2 separate regions of the Nothobranchius furzeri genome follow, and region 2 is linked to region 1. A link is a contact called in public Hi-C data. All regions are on one chromosome and are shown on one strand. Each heading gives the region's core, a stretch centred on a gene start, on an enhancer-like site or on the middle of the called end of the contact. The rest is flanking DNA. Distances are from core to core; before and after follow the strand shown.

Evidence for each region. A called contact is a pair of places that touch in the nucleus more often than the background predicts.
Region 2: a contact with region 1 is called in a Hi-C map of skeletal muscle, with 6 times the contacts expected there. The contact joins the enhancer-like site here to the promoter of LOC107387550 in region 1. A contact is called at or near these places in 2 of 2 Hi-C or Micro-C datasets (skeletal muscle and tail fin).

Annotation. Positions count from the first base shown.
Region 1 is chr16:40,261,345-40,267,536 of NfurGRZ-RIMD1, reverse strand. It overlaps LOC107387550 (zinc finger protein 503), which reads left to right and starts at 2,165. Exons shown (of 2, transcript XM_015962566.3): 1 at 2,165-2,642; 2 at 3,085-4,676. The coding sequence starts at 2,388. The coding sequence ends at 4,521.
Region 2 is chr16:40,396,519-40,402,978 of NfurGRZ-RIMD1, reverse strand. No RefSeq gene overlaps it. Among protein-coding and RNA genes, the nearest start is that of LOC107387550, 130 kb to the right of the region's middle. Within about 2 kb of position 2,813, at least 1 of the 3 cell types and tissues checked has an H3K27ac peak or open chromatin away from gene starts, as enhancers often do. A contact at or near this core is called in tail fin, where this site is marked.

The DNA of each region.
Region 1 (6,192 bases), core at 916-3,415:
GCGCCCTGCGCCACCTGCCACGGGGGTGAATTTTCATGTCACCTGCAGAGAATTTCTTATTCTATTTGCTTGACATTATAATGCTGCATTTATCATCCATCCACTTGTGAAACCTATATGTCAGGAGACTTTTCGCCCACCTTCCTGACATTCTGATTGTTTCAGAGGGACACCTAGACTGGAGCAGGTCCACGGTTTCCTTAGTGGTGGGATGTGTACCCCCACCTCCCTTCCTGTGCTGCATGCAACCTTTAAAGTGTCCACAACAGCATTACTTTCACACTTCATCATGTGTTTAGCTGCTGTTACAGAAACAAAAGCTGAAGCAATCTAATTTAAACCAGACTGATATATTAGCTAATATATGCATTTTTCTAAACAGCCCAGTAGCAACCATCGGCCTTTGGAGCTAAATTACATGATTGTACATTAGTTTGTTTCAAGAAGAAATTGTTGCAAATGTCGATTTAATCTGTTTTTAAAAGAGACTGAAATTTGCACAGTGCAGCAAGCAGGGATGAAAACATGAATGCAATGAAAACCCTTTAACATTTTATGAAGTAATTCATCAAGAGTATTACTGTGCATGCCCAATTTTTACATTATCTTTGTCCAGTTGAACCAACAAAAGCTGTGGGGAACAAAAACTCCTCTAATCTGCAAAGTAAAATTGGAAAATAAAAAAGCACACACTTTGCAGGAGTAATTTTACTGCCCTTCTCACCTAATCTGTGGTTAATTCTGACCTAAAATGTACTTTAACATGAAGAGAGCATGAATTATTCAATTGGACATCTAAATTTCCGGAGCAACCCGTGACTCTTCCTGCGTAATCGCATCTGCTTGTGTTTGCATGCGCTGCGTAAACTCCTGCGAAATGCAAGCGAGAAGAGTCCGAGCTTTGGTCTAAAAAGTAATGAATTACTCCTGGAGGGGAAAAAAAGAGAAAGAATCTGCAGCCATTTAAGGATAAAACCGAGAATTTGGTGTCTGCTGCTGAGAGCCATCCATCACGTCCACAATAAAGGAGTTTTTGCCTGACGGACGAAATTTATGGTCGCCCTTCTCTGCCCTAATAACTCAGCGCGCTGTGTCAGAGCCTGACAGCCGTTGCCGAAAACAGCACCCCTGTTATCAATCAAAAAACACTTGCATATGTTTAACTTTCGCTTGATCAGCAAGACATTTATAGGCTATTGAGTAATAAGATAAGTGGGTCTGCTTCGATGGGAAGAAACCTGGAACTTTAATGATTAATGGCTCCAGCAGTGTTTTTACGCGCTTTTGGGGGTGAAAATTAAAGGATTTTGTGTGAATGAAAACGTAGAATTTTATTTATTTATTTTTAAGTTGAAACATAAAACTATTTAGTGCATGGCTGTTGTTTATAGACTTAAATACATGTGTTTTGTGTTTTAAAAGGGCAGACATGCCTAAATTATGATGGACGAGTAAAGGAAGGAGAAATCTCAGGTTTTTACCACTTCTTGTGGATTCACTTGACCTCATTCTGACAGAAAAGAGGAAAGAAGGGAGGGGGAGCTAGCAGACAGCTGACAGATATGCTGGCATATGTCAGTATCCTGTCCTGTATGCCAGTTGTGTGATTGAGAGGACAGAGTTTGGAGAAACGTGGACCAAATGTGTGTGTGTTTTTTTATTATGACACTGATTTTTCGCATATTTTAATATTTATTTATGGAATTCAATCAGATGCACTGTTTCATACGAGGAAACCTCAGGTTTGATCAGATATGGAACAGGCATGCATGTTTGGGTCATCTAACATGAATGTTGTAAAAATATATATCAAATTGCTCCAATTTCTAATGCACGTTGTGTTCGGTTCAGTTTAAATCGGTTATTGTGGTCCTGAAATCCCCCGAAACACACGCACACAGGACTCATCAGCAGCGCATGCGTAAAAGTTGCCAAATTGCGCAAATACGCAGATAAAAAGATCTCCGAATTAAAAAGCGCTCATTTGAGTGAAAAATGAAACGGGCGCCATGTGTGAGGTGGAAACGTCACATTACTTGGAGCCTCCATCACTTTGGGATCTCCGTCTGATTGGGAGGGCGCAGAGAAAGCGATCGTCTGCGGACTGATTCAAGACGGCGCTGGAGAGGAGGCGGAGTGATCCGTCCTGTCAGAGATACGCGAGTTCGCTCTCGGACCTGAAGCCACACTGTTACAGCGTCGCTGGGGATGAAGCACCGCTGCTGCGAAGCGCACGGATTCAGACTACTCCTCACGCGCTGGTTTTAAGGATTTTACTTTTGTTTTGTTCCAGGAAAAGGCTCGAGTCTCCAAACGTTTGGTAGTTGGGTTGTTGTTTTTTTTACTCGACATATGTATTTTCCAACCATTTTTACGAGAATTGGGTCATGAGCGCATCGCCCACGGTCTCTGTCTTGAGAAATAGCACGAGTCCGGCGTGGGAGAGCGGCTCCTCGGGGGAGAAAGGAGCAGCGAAAATCAGCCAACTGTCCGTTTACAACTCCGTCTGTCCTGCAGACCCTTCTCGCCAAGCCAGTCGTCTTCCCATCAAGATTTTGAAAATGCTCACGGCTCGGGCGGGACACATTTTACACCCGGAGTACCTCCAGCCATTACCCTCCACTCCCATCAGCCCCATCGAGGTAAACGTCAAAGCGATTTGGTGAAAATAACATTTTCGCTCGCGTGCATTATGTAAAGTTTTGTTGTTGTTTTTTTTTTAACCAAAATATTCACAAAACCTCCCGTCAGAGTTCCGTAATTATGGATCAATTCATTTATTTTGAATTTTCCATAGAAAACATCCGCTGTCTTTTATCTGATTATTTTTATCCCAACTTTGGACTCACTTTACTTAATAACACAACAGAAAATACGTGTCTATATTTTGCTTTCGTGTTGCACAAGCGGTCTTACTGAATAAATCGGGCTTCGGTTTCTTCCTGAGATAAGTTTATGCGCAGTGCGTAAAATGCGCGGAACGGTCACCTTTCTAAACATGCGATGCAGTTTCACAGCTTATATGGTTATAAATGAATTGTTTCACATTCTTCACACATTTCAACATGATTTTTTATTTTGCAGCTGGATGCCAAAAAGAGTCCGCTGGCCCTTTTGGCTCAAACATGCTCGCAGATTGGCAAACCGGACCCGCCGTCCTCCTCCAAACTCTCTTCTGTGGCCTCAAACGGATCTAGTGACAAGGAGACAAAATCCGGACCGCTGAAAATGAGCGACATCGGAGCCGAGGACAAATCCAGCTTTAAACCTTACTCGAAGTCGTCAGAGAAGAAGGACTCGAGCAGCAGCCTCAATGGAGATAAAACCAGTTTCCGAGTGCCTAGCGCCACCTGCCAGCCGTTCACGCCCAGGACAGGCAGCCCCAGCTCCTGCACCTCAGTTTCCCCTATGCCGTCTGAAGGCAGGGCTGGGGACAAGGAGGAAAAGAAGGACTCTGATAGCAATAAAGGCAACGCGACAGAGAGCGGTGGCAGCCAAAAGATTAACGGAATTACCTCTGATGGCAGCCAGCACCAAGAAAACACATCTGGATCCAAGACTGTTACATCCGACTCCACATCTGTAACCTCATCCGCCTCCGTTCTCAGCTCTGGACTGGTGGCCCCTGTCTCTCCATATAAGCCAGGCCATACAGTTTTCCCCTTGCCGTCCGCTAGTATTTCCTACCCTGGAAGTTTAGCAGGTGCATATGCAGGTTACCCACAGCCGTTTCTCCCACCTGGAATGACCCTTGACCCCACCAAATCCAGCAACCAGCTCTTAAGCGCCCAGTTTGCTGCTGCCAGCTCTTTAGGGTGCAGTAAAGCCGGAACAAGCCCTTTGGCTGGAGCATCCCCGCCGTCCTTAATGTCTGCTAGTCTGTGTCGAGACCCCTACTGCCTGAGCTACCACTGCACCAGCCATCTGACCGGCGCGTCTGGCGCCAACTGCTCACACGACTCTGCCGCCGCTGTTGCAGCTGCCAACGCTCTTAAATCCGGATACCCACTCATGTACCCAACACATCCATTGCACAGCGTTCACTCTTCTGCCCCATCTTTTACAGGACACCCTTTGTACCCTTATGGCTTTATGTTGCCCAATGACCCTCTGCCACACGTGTGCAACTGGGTGTCTGCTAACGGACCTTGTGATAAGCGCTTTGCGTCCTCAGAGGAACTCCTTGGACACTTGCGGACTCACACGGCCTTCGCCGGCACAGAGAAGTTGATAACTGGATACCCAGGGTCGACTTCTCTTGCAAACGCTGCAGCAGCCGCTGCTATGGCTTGCCACATGCATATTCCTCCAAACGGCAGCCCAGGCAGCCCCGGCACGCTGGCCCTCAGGGGCCCCCATCACCCCCTCGGACTAAGCAGCCGGTATCACCCGTATTCAAAGAGCCCTCTGCCCACTCCCGGGGCTCCGGTGCCAGTACCTGCAGCCACCGGGCCCTATTACTCCCCATACGCCTTGTATGGACAAAGACTGACGACAGCCTCGGCCTTAGGATACCAGTGAAGAACAAAGAATTCTACATTTATAAAGGAAATTTAGGCCTAATGAGTTTTATATTGTATTTCATGCAGGGACTGGATCCATGTTGGGATCAGTGTATTTATTTGCGATAGCTTCAAGCGTGACTAAAATAAAAAATAATTATAATATAAATTTGACATGCCTGGATGTGCATTATTTTACACAGGAGAAGTTTGCATTTGAAGATGCTGGACTTGATTTCTGGTTTTATTTTCTATTCTGAAACCAAAGCGCTCTGACTCCAAAGTAAAGGCCATCTTTGTGCTGCTTCACTCGGACAGATTGGGCTGCTGCACAGGGTTCTGACAGCCTGATGAACGTGGAAAATAAAATCAATCAGAGCAACTTCTTCAGAAGTGGAATTGATTTATTCTGTCGGCAGCAAAACCTGCATGAAAGCCTCCTTTTACCACCTGATATTTTTTAAGTGCCACAACACAAACTGTTTACATTTGCTCACTTGCTTTATTTTAGATGGAGAATTTTTCATAATAAAGTAACTGAAATGTAAACTATATTATCCTTTTTTTATATTTCTGATGTGCATTGGGGTTTCAAAACGCAAGCTGGATTAAAAATGTATGATGAGTTCTGAAATCATTCTAGAAAAACATGTTTCTTTTATTTGCAGCTGCAGCTTTATTGCCACGAGGATAACCACAGGCTTTGCAAAAGGCCGCTACGGAGAGCCAACATTTGCACGTTTTTATATTAAACAACAAATAGCATCTGCACACATTCCGCAACTGGCTTTCCTTAAACATAAATGTAAGCCAAAGCTTGATACTGAATCTTCTCAAAAATTTCAGCTTATCGACTCATCTATGAAGACAAAAGAGCTTTTAATGTGAGCCAGAACGTCTCCAAAGAAAAATGTACGACACAGATGTTGGGTGCTTCCAGAGCTATTGTGATTACTCTAATGAGGACTTGAAGCACAGAGCATGAATAACACGGAGTTTAAGTATTTAATCAGTCCGTTAAAACAAATCAGCTTAATCAAGCCAAAAGTGTCATTATTTATCCTGTAAATTCAGCTGCCATCCAGCGATGACCACGGTCAGACGTTGTATGCATCAACTCCTCCTAACCGTCACAGAGGAGGGCTAAACATAGCTCAGTGATGGATGGCAATAAAGCCGCTAACCCCACCGTTCAGCGCCGCAGCCAGTCAGCCATGAAGCCAACTTGGGTCATCTGTAATGCGTTTCTGCTCACTTACAAACAGCACCTTAATGTCATGAGAACAAATGGGACTGAGACCCAAAGAGTCATATCTCAGATCTTAATTGATGAGCGACAGTTATGGAGTCACACATAGTCACATATGAATCAGTGCAAATACCGAGAAGGTTAGGTTTTAAGGATTAAATAGGTAGAAGGTTTTTGCACTGGGACATTTTGACGACAAGATTTAAATATCAACGTGAGCTCGTGTGATAATTTTAATTGCATTTTTAAAAAATCTGTTTTTCTGGAAGAACAATAATAACTCTTACTCGCTGACAAAAAGACCAGAAAGAGCAAAATTACAAACTAAACGTAAAGTACTGAAATTCACTAAAGGAAGTCAAAGTTATTGACTTAAAAAAAATTATTCACTTGTATATGTATATATGTGTATATATATGTGTGTGTGTGTGTGTGTGTGTG
Region 2 (6,460 bases), core at 1,564-4,063, 130 kb before region 1:
CTTACAACATAATAGTCATTCACCCAAGCAATGTTATGAATTAGATGAAAATGTAAATAAAAAAAAAGCTTTCTGGTATTACATTAGCTTAAACTTACTTATTATTAGGTCACACATAAATTAAAAAAGCATTATTGCCTTGCTTTCCCACTCTTTCACATCAACACGTTCAGTGCGTGAAACATTTAGCCTTTTACGTAATCAGCTTTCATTCCACGCCTTTTGATCATTTGCTTTTCTTTGTGCCGCACACCTCATCGCCTTTATTTTCTGCCATAATTGCATGGGAAAGATCTCCCCTTTGATACCGTCTGCATGCCGAATCGCTATCAGCGAAAGAGTGTCGAAAAGTACCGTGTGTGCTGTCTGCTCGCAGAGAAAAAAAAGGGCCCATACACCTGTGGAAGACAAACAGGGTTTTCAGAGATATGACATATCTATCATCCCTGCACAGGATATGGACCTTTCTGTCATCTTAATGGTGCATAGTGGAACAGTAGGTGCTGATAGACATGTGTTGCATGTGGTGAGCTGTCTGGCAGCTGGCGTTCCCAGGTCTGCACCCCACTCATCCCCAACCCCAAGCCCTCGAAGGCCTCCTGTCTCATCTCCTGGTTGTGCTATGCAGACAGAGTTATCTCCTACAGGCTCATCAGCCGACTGCTGAGCGGAGCTGAGCAGGATGCTCTGTTCCGCTTAAAGCCCCCTTTCCCCTTTCACTGCTTCAGCACGAACCCTTATCCTCCACTGCAGGACAGATGCTCCACATTAAATAAAAAATCTACATTTTCATCAGCTTCTAATGCATTACAAATGAGTTCAAAGAACAAAACGGCAACATACGCAGCAGAACTTTTAACTAAAACAACATACTCTAAACAGAGTGTTTTGGGAGACCACAATGGGGGCACCTGCTGAAGTAATCACTGACAGATTGGATTTTGTGTTCCACCTGTAAGTTTGTTTTGTGGACATTAAACGTGTGTCTGCGCTTATATCAGCACTGTTGCATTAGTCAGGTACACAGTTCCTTCATGATTGTTCCTCAGAAAGAAGAAATTTAGCAAACATGTCTTATGCTAAATGTGCTGAAGTAGCTCTGTAAATAAAAGAATGTCTGCATGCCTTCTTCCCACACAGAGAGGCCGCCGCCGCCTAACAGCACCGCAGCGAGATAAGCTGGGTGGATTCTACTGAGAGAATCTGTTATCAGGGATGGTGCTGTGCACTGACATTAGGATAAGCGTATCTATCAGCACACTGCCAAACATCCCCAAGTGAGCTTGGCGGAGAACAAAGCCCGCATCATCTCTCCAAGCTAAGGTTACAGGCGGATGATGATGTACTTGTCACTGTGGTGCAAATGATCCACTGCCCGGCTCGCTCCAGGAGAACAAACAGAAACCACACCAAGACACGGATACCATCTGAACGGTTTTAGATATCTGCCTGTTCCTCCGCTGGATAGTCACAGCTGACTTGACTGGTAACAGCTTTGAACCAGAAAGCTAAACGGAGGTATACCGCTTAAACTTGTCGGATAAAACACAACAAAAAAAGAAGAATCAGGAAAATGTGGTTGAATCACAATCTATGAGTGCTCCAGCAAACTTGTCTGAGTGAGGTTTGTGTTAAAAAACATCTTGTAATAAAGTCCTGTGAATGCAATCACAGTGTGCTTTTAGCAACATGCAGTTGAACACATTTGAATTTCTCGGTTATTTTAGACCTGTTGTACCAATAACACCACAGGCTGGCTATTATAGTTGCACTCTGTGTATCTCATTACCAAGGGGCCACAAAAACCCAAGGCGAGACAAAAGCAGGATGAGTAGTGTTTTGGCAGATGCTGCAAGTAAGAGCATATCCCACATTTTGTTCAAGGCCGTGAGAAAACCAAAACAAAAAGAGCTGGCAAGACAATTTGAATGTGACAAAGTGCTGGAGGATGACTCAGTGAATGAATCACTCTCAATATCACAGACCAAAGCACAGCGTTTGAAGAGAAATCCATGCCTTGCAGGGAAGAGCTGCAGCGGCAGTGATAAATCATCTCTCTCTCCATGGTCCACCTCAATATCCTGTTCACCATGAGTCCCGACGCAGGTCTTGCTAATGCATGTTTTTGACCATCACTAACCATTCCCAAATCAAAATAGTGACTGAAACCTAAGCCAGCACGTTGTGTACACACATGCTGGTCTCTGACTTAATGCTTTGCATGAAAATTAAACAGCTGACCTTGTATAAACACACCCGTGTTTCATGTCTTTGTCACCTGCCAACTAAAGGCAGACACAACCGCAACAACCTCAAAAGACTTCAGGTCAGCACACGCACGCACGCACACACACACACACACACACACACACACACACACACACACACACACACACACGCACACGCATGCACGAAGGTGTTGGTAGACAAAATGGGTGTGGAGTGCAGAGAGACAGACGAGGCAACGTGTAAGAGAAACAACCATGATCACTCCGCTTCACTCCACATGCTGGAGTCTAAACAAGTCTCTGTTTTTATTTCCATAAAGCCACGTTCTGTCTTTTGTTCTGACGCAGATAAGATGTATAAATTATGAGCAGCTGACAAAGTATACCGGAGCGCCTCGGGCAGCTCATCAGTCATGCTCGGCCTGTCAGCAGGTAACTGATGGGGGCCCTACAGGCACAAAGCCCCCTTTAAAGCAAAGGAGGAGGGGGGCAGAGGAATTAAAGCAGTTGTTGGAGTCCTGAGCACAACAGCTGACTCATATTTAACAGCCTCTTTAAAGGAGCAAGGCAGACGCCAAAGGCTTCAGGCTTCAGAGTGTGTTTTGTGTCTCTCTCCTCAGCAGCGTATGTCTTGCTGTTGTGCTCTGTTGGTATAACACAATGGCAGTGCATGTAGGCACAGACAGAGTCATCCACAGAGACCACCCAAGAGAAGAAGGAGCGGGGTCTCTGGTGAAGAGAGACTGATAATCTTCCACTTCATCAAAACACATTTAATCCTCCATTTCTGCATAGAATTAAACTAAACTTCTTGCCTTGGAGTCCATTTCCACAATAGATACGAGAGTTTCGTTACAGTATTAAATGTGTTAAAGAAGGGGGATCAGCTTTTCTTTGGATTTTAATGCACTGTGGGTATTTGAGGGATAATTGTGATGAGCCTGTGTGTTGTGCTAAGGATGATAGGTAAGAATTGATGAGCGTGCCTGCAGCCCCATGAGTGGGAATGAGCTGGCATCACTCCTGTCTACACCACAGCTCTCTTCTCCATCGCGTACTGTCGCTTTTTGTCTTGTAACTATGTGCCAAAATCAAATCTGCCCACTGTGAGGACCAGTTACAGCAGATGCTACACTGTTCTTTTTCAGATTTTTCAATAAAAGGACCTAAATATAAAAATAACGTTCTCAAGTCGGTTGGATTAGTTTAATTTAGCAAATGTAAACAATCAGGGAAATAGGCCTGTGAAGGTTCTCAGTCATCCAGGTCATTGTAGTCTAAGGAGCTTTGAAAGAAAAGCGTCTGGACTTCTTTGAGTTGCTTGAAGACAGGGAAATAAGTGACATTGGGCATGTTGGGAAGACAAAGGCAGTGAGTTCAGCGTCTTTTTATGTCCCCTCATCAAATTTCTGAAAACCAATCTCCACTGCTGTCTGTCTGGAAGGACATAAAGCATCACACCTTCTTGTGGGTCAAACAGGTACTTTACAGTATCAAATGATTGGGTGCATAAAACTCTCTGAAAAGAGTCTCAGAGATAAAAAATAATAATAATAAGACACCAACTGGTGCTTGGATGATGTAAAATAATGCAGCTTATCTGACGCCCTGTAGGAAGAAAACTCTAAAGAGTGACATATTTCTATATGAGTCATTTAAATGTCTGTTAGAGTAATATTTTTGATCTGACAGGTAAAACTACAGCAAAGTCTGAGTGCAATGCATCTTTCTAAATCTGTAACTGCAAAGACTCTAATTTAAGGTGGGCTGTTTATTTAACTCAGGTGTTTGTGAGGACCCACTTGTCTAGGTGGCGCTGTGGTCAACAAAACATACCCTGAAATAATACCTCCATATTTTGTAAATGAACGTTAATTTCACAGATTTGCACAAACATAAAACTTTATCAAAAACTCACTGTTTGGGGGAAATTTTATGATGGTGTTAACTGAACTTCCTGTAGCAGATATCTGTTCCACACAGCTAACACTATGGGGAGCCTAGGTCATGCCCAACTACTTCTACTGCCAAAAAAATGAATGGGAGCCTATGGAGCAATAGAAGTTAGGAAACCTGTCAAACCTGTCAGTGAAGTTATTTTCTGGTCCAGTTTGTTGTGTGTCATGGATTTCACATATGATGTTCGTGAATTTTAAATAAATTTTCAAGCCAAGAAAGTGCTTATTTTTGACGGGACAACAAATGTTATTTTAGGTTTTGTGTGAAAACAAATGGTGGACTACACCTGCTCGTCTCACAAAAATGACATCATCAAACCAGGCAGGAAGAAGAGGAGAATAAAAATGGCTGTGAGTTTAGCGTGCTTTGTATCCTTCTCAAAAGATGGAGCAATAAAGGTGGAGAAAATCTGTATGAATCTGGTCATGTGGTAAGAAACAGCTACGCCCGGAGGAAGAGATTCTGCTGTGATGTCACATATGCAACATCTGATTTGAAGTCATTTCAATTATGAATTTTTACAAGCTAATAAATCGTAACATTACGTGACAGACAGCCAAAATACAAATAATTACTTATTTAATTTAAAGCACAATAAATGTGTGAAACAGGGCGTACGGCAAAGCAGACCTGAAAATAACTTTTATCGTCTCATTCACTTACATTATTATTATTTCGTTCAGGAGACCCATGAGTCGTTCGGAAGGGGCGGAGACTTGGGCTCCCCTTCTTTAAATTCATGTTCTTTTCCATTTATATTTCCTTCTCTGTATCAGTGCTATAGCTAACAATGCCTTTGACGGCATCACTTCTTTTGAGAAAAAGAATGTTACTGTTGAGTTAAGTTGTACCATGCGGTGCCAGTAACCCTGTGTTGTTTATCTCAGATATAACCATCATGGTAGCTATCATAAGACTTTTCCATTGAATTGTACAAAAAATGGATGGAGCAGCATTTCTAAATTAGAGCTGCTTAGCAGAATCAATTCTCAACAAAATATCAAAACAATTTGATTTAGAGAACCTTTAGTGATTTTCAAAGCTGTGTTTATCCCAACCATTACGATAAAAGACTTTGTTATTGAAAAAAAGGTTAAAAGATAGAGAAGTTTTGATTGAAGCCCATTTGTTTACTTTACCTCTTAGACATTTGAGAGGGATCACTACAAGGGTCAATAAAAATTGTAGTTTAGAAACCGATTTTATCACTTTACCATGCCATTTTCATACACACAAGTCAAATATCAGGGTATTACCAAGCCATTACTCAGTCAGTCCACGTTTTGTGGAGTGTTTGTGGAGCGAAAGCGAGAGTGAAAGAGGGACAAAGTGGAAACTCTGTGGAAACAAAAAGAGAAAGCAAACAAGCTTGTGTGGATTTGTACTAAAGCGCCCTCTCTATTCATATCCAGTCCAAAAGAGTTGTCTCAGAAGCAACAATGGTGGGTAACATGATCTTTCATTACACATTGTGTAAACAGTGTAACCTATCAGTACTGTCAGTCAGGATGATTGATTGCGGCCTGTCACGAGAGAAGAGTGACACGTTGGGAAAAAAGAAAAGTTTTTTTCCCTAACAAAGCGCAGAGCATTCAGGCTGCCATAGAAAGTGGTGATTAATGTGTTCTCGCTGGGTAATCCCACACCCCTGGCTAATGAAGGAGGAATCTATCATCCGTGCTGCGGTGGCAGATGTCATGAGGATGGCAATCCAAGTGCATGGGAACAATTTACTTTTTTTCTCTAATTGTTCTTGAAATGTGTGACAAGTTTGGAGAAAAACACTCGATTTAACAGTTCCTGAGGCCAGACACAACATCAACCGCTCCTTCGGCGTACAATCCAACCGTTTCCTGCTTTGAGGGATCACTTTGAATACAAGAAACGGGAATTTCAAAACAACAAGGAGGAGATTTTCTATATCTACTAAATTCTTTGAGAGCCTTGCTGTATGCTGCAAAGTTTAAAAGGCTCTCAACGAAGAAACTGCTAAAATAAACGTACAACTGTCTGACTATCCCTGTACTTGTCCACGTTAACATGAAAAGATGCAGGGAGTTGTAAACAGCTCATGTGTGCTTCATTAGGCTGGCTACACCCCATAATCAAGAGCAAAGCAAAGAAATTAAGAGGCAATTAGAGAAAATAGTTGAAGCTAAGGGATCATGAGTCAAGTCCCTCAAGAACATGTCTTACAAAACAGCCAGTGACAAAAAAAGATCTGGATTTATTGTTTTTTGCAAAGCAGCTGTTTCCATTGTTACTTTTAAGAT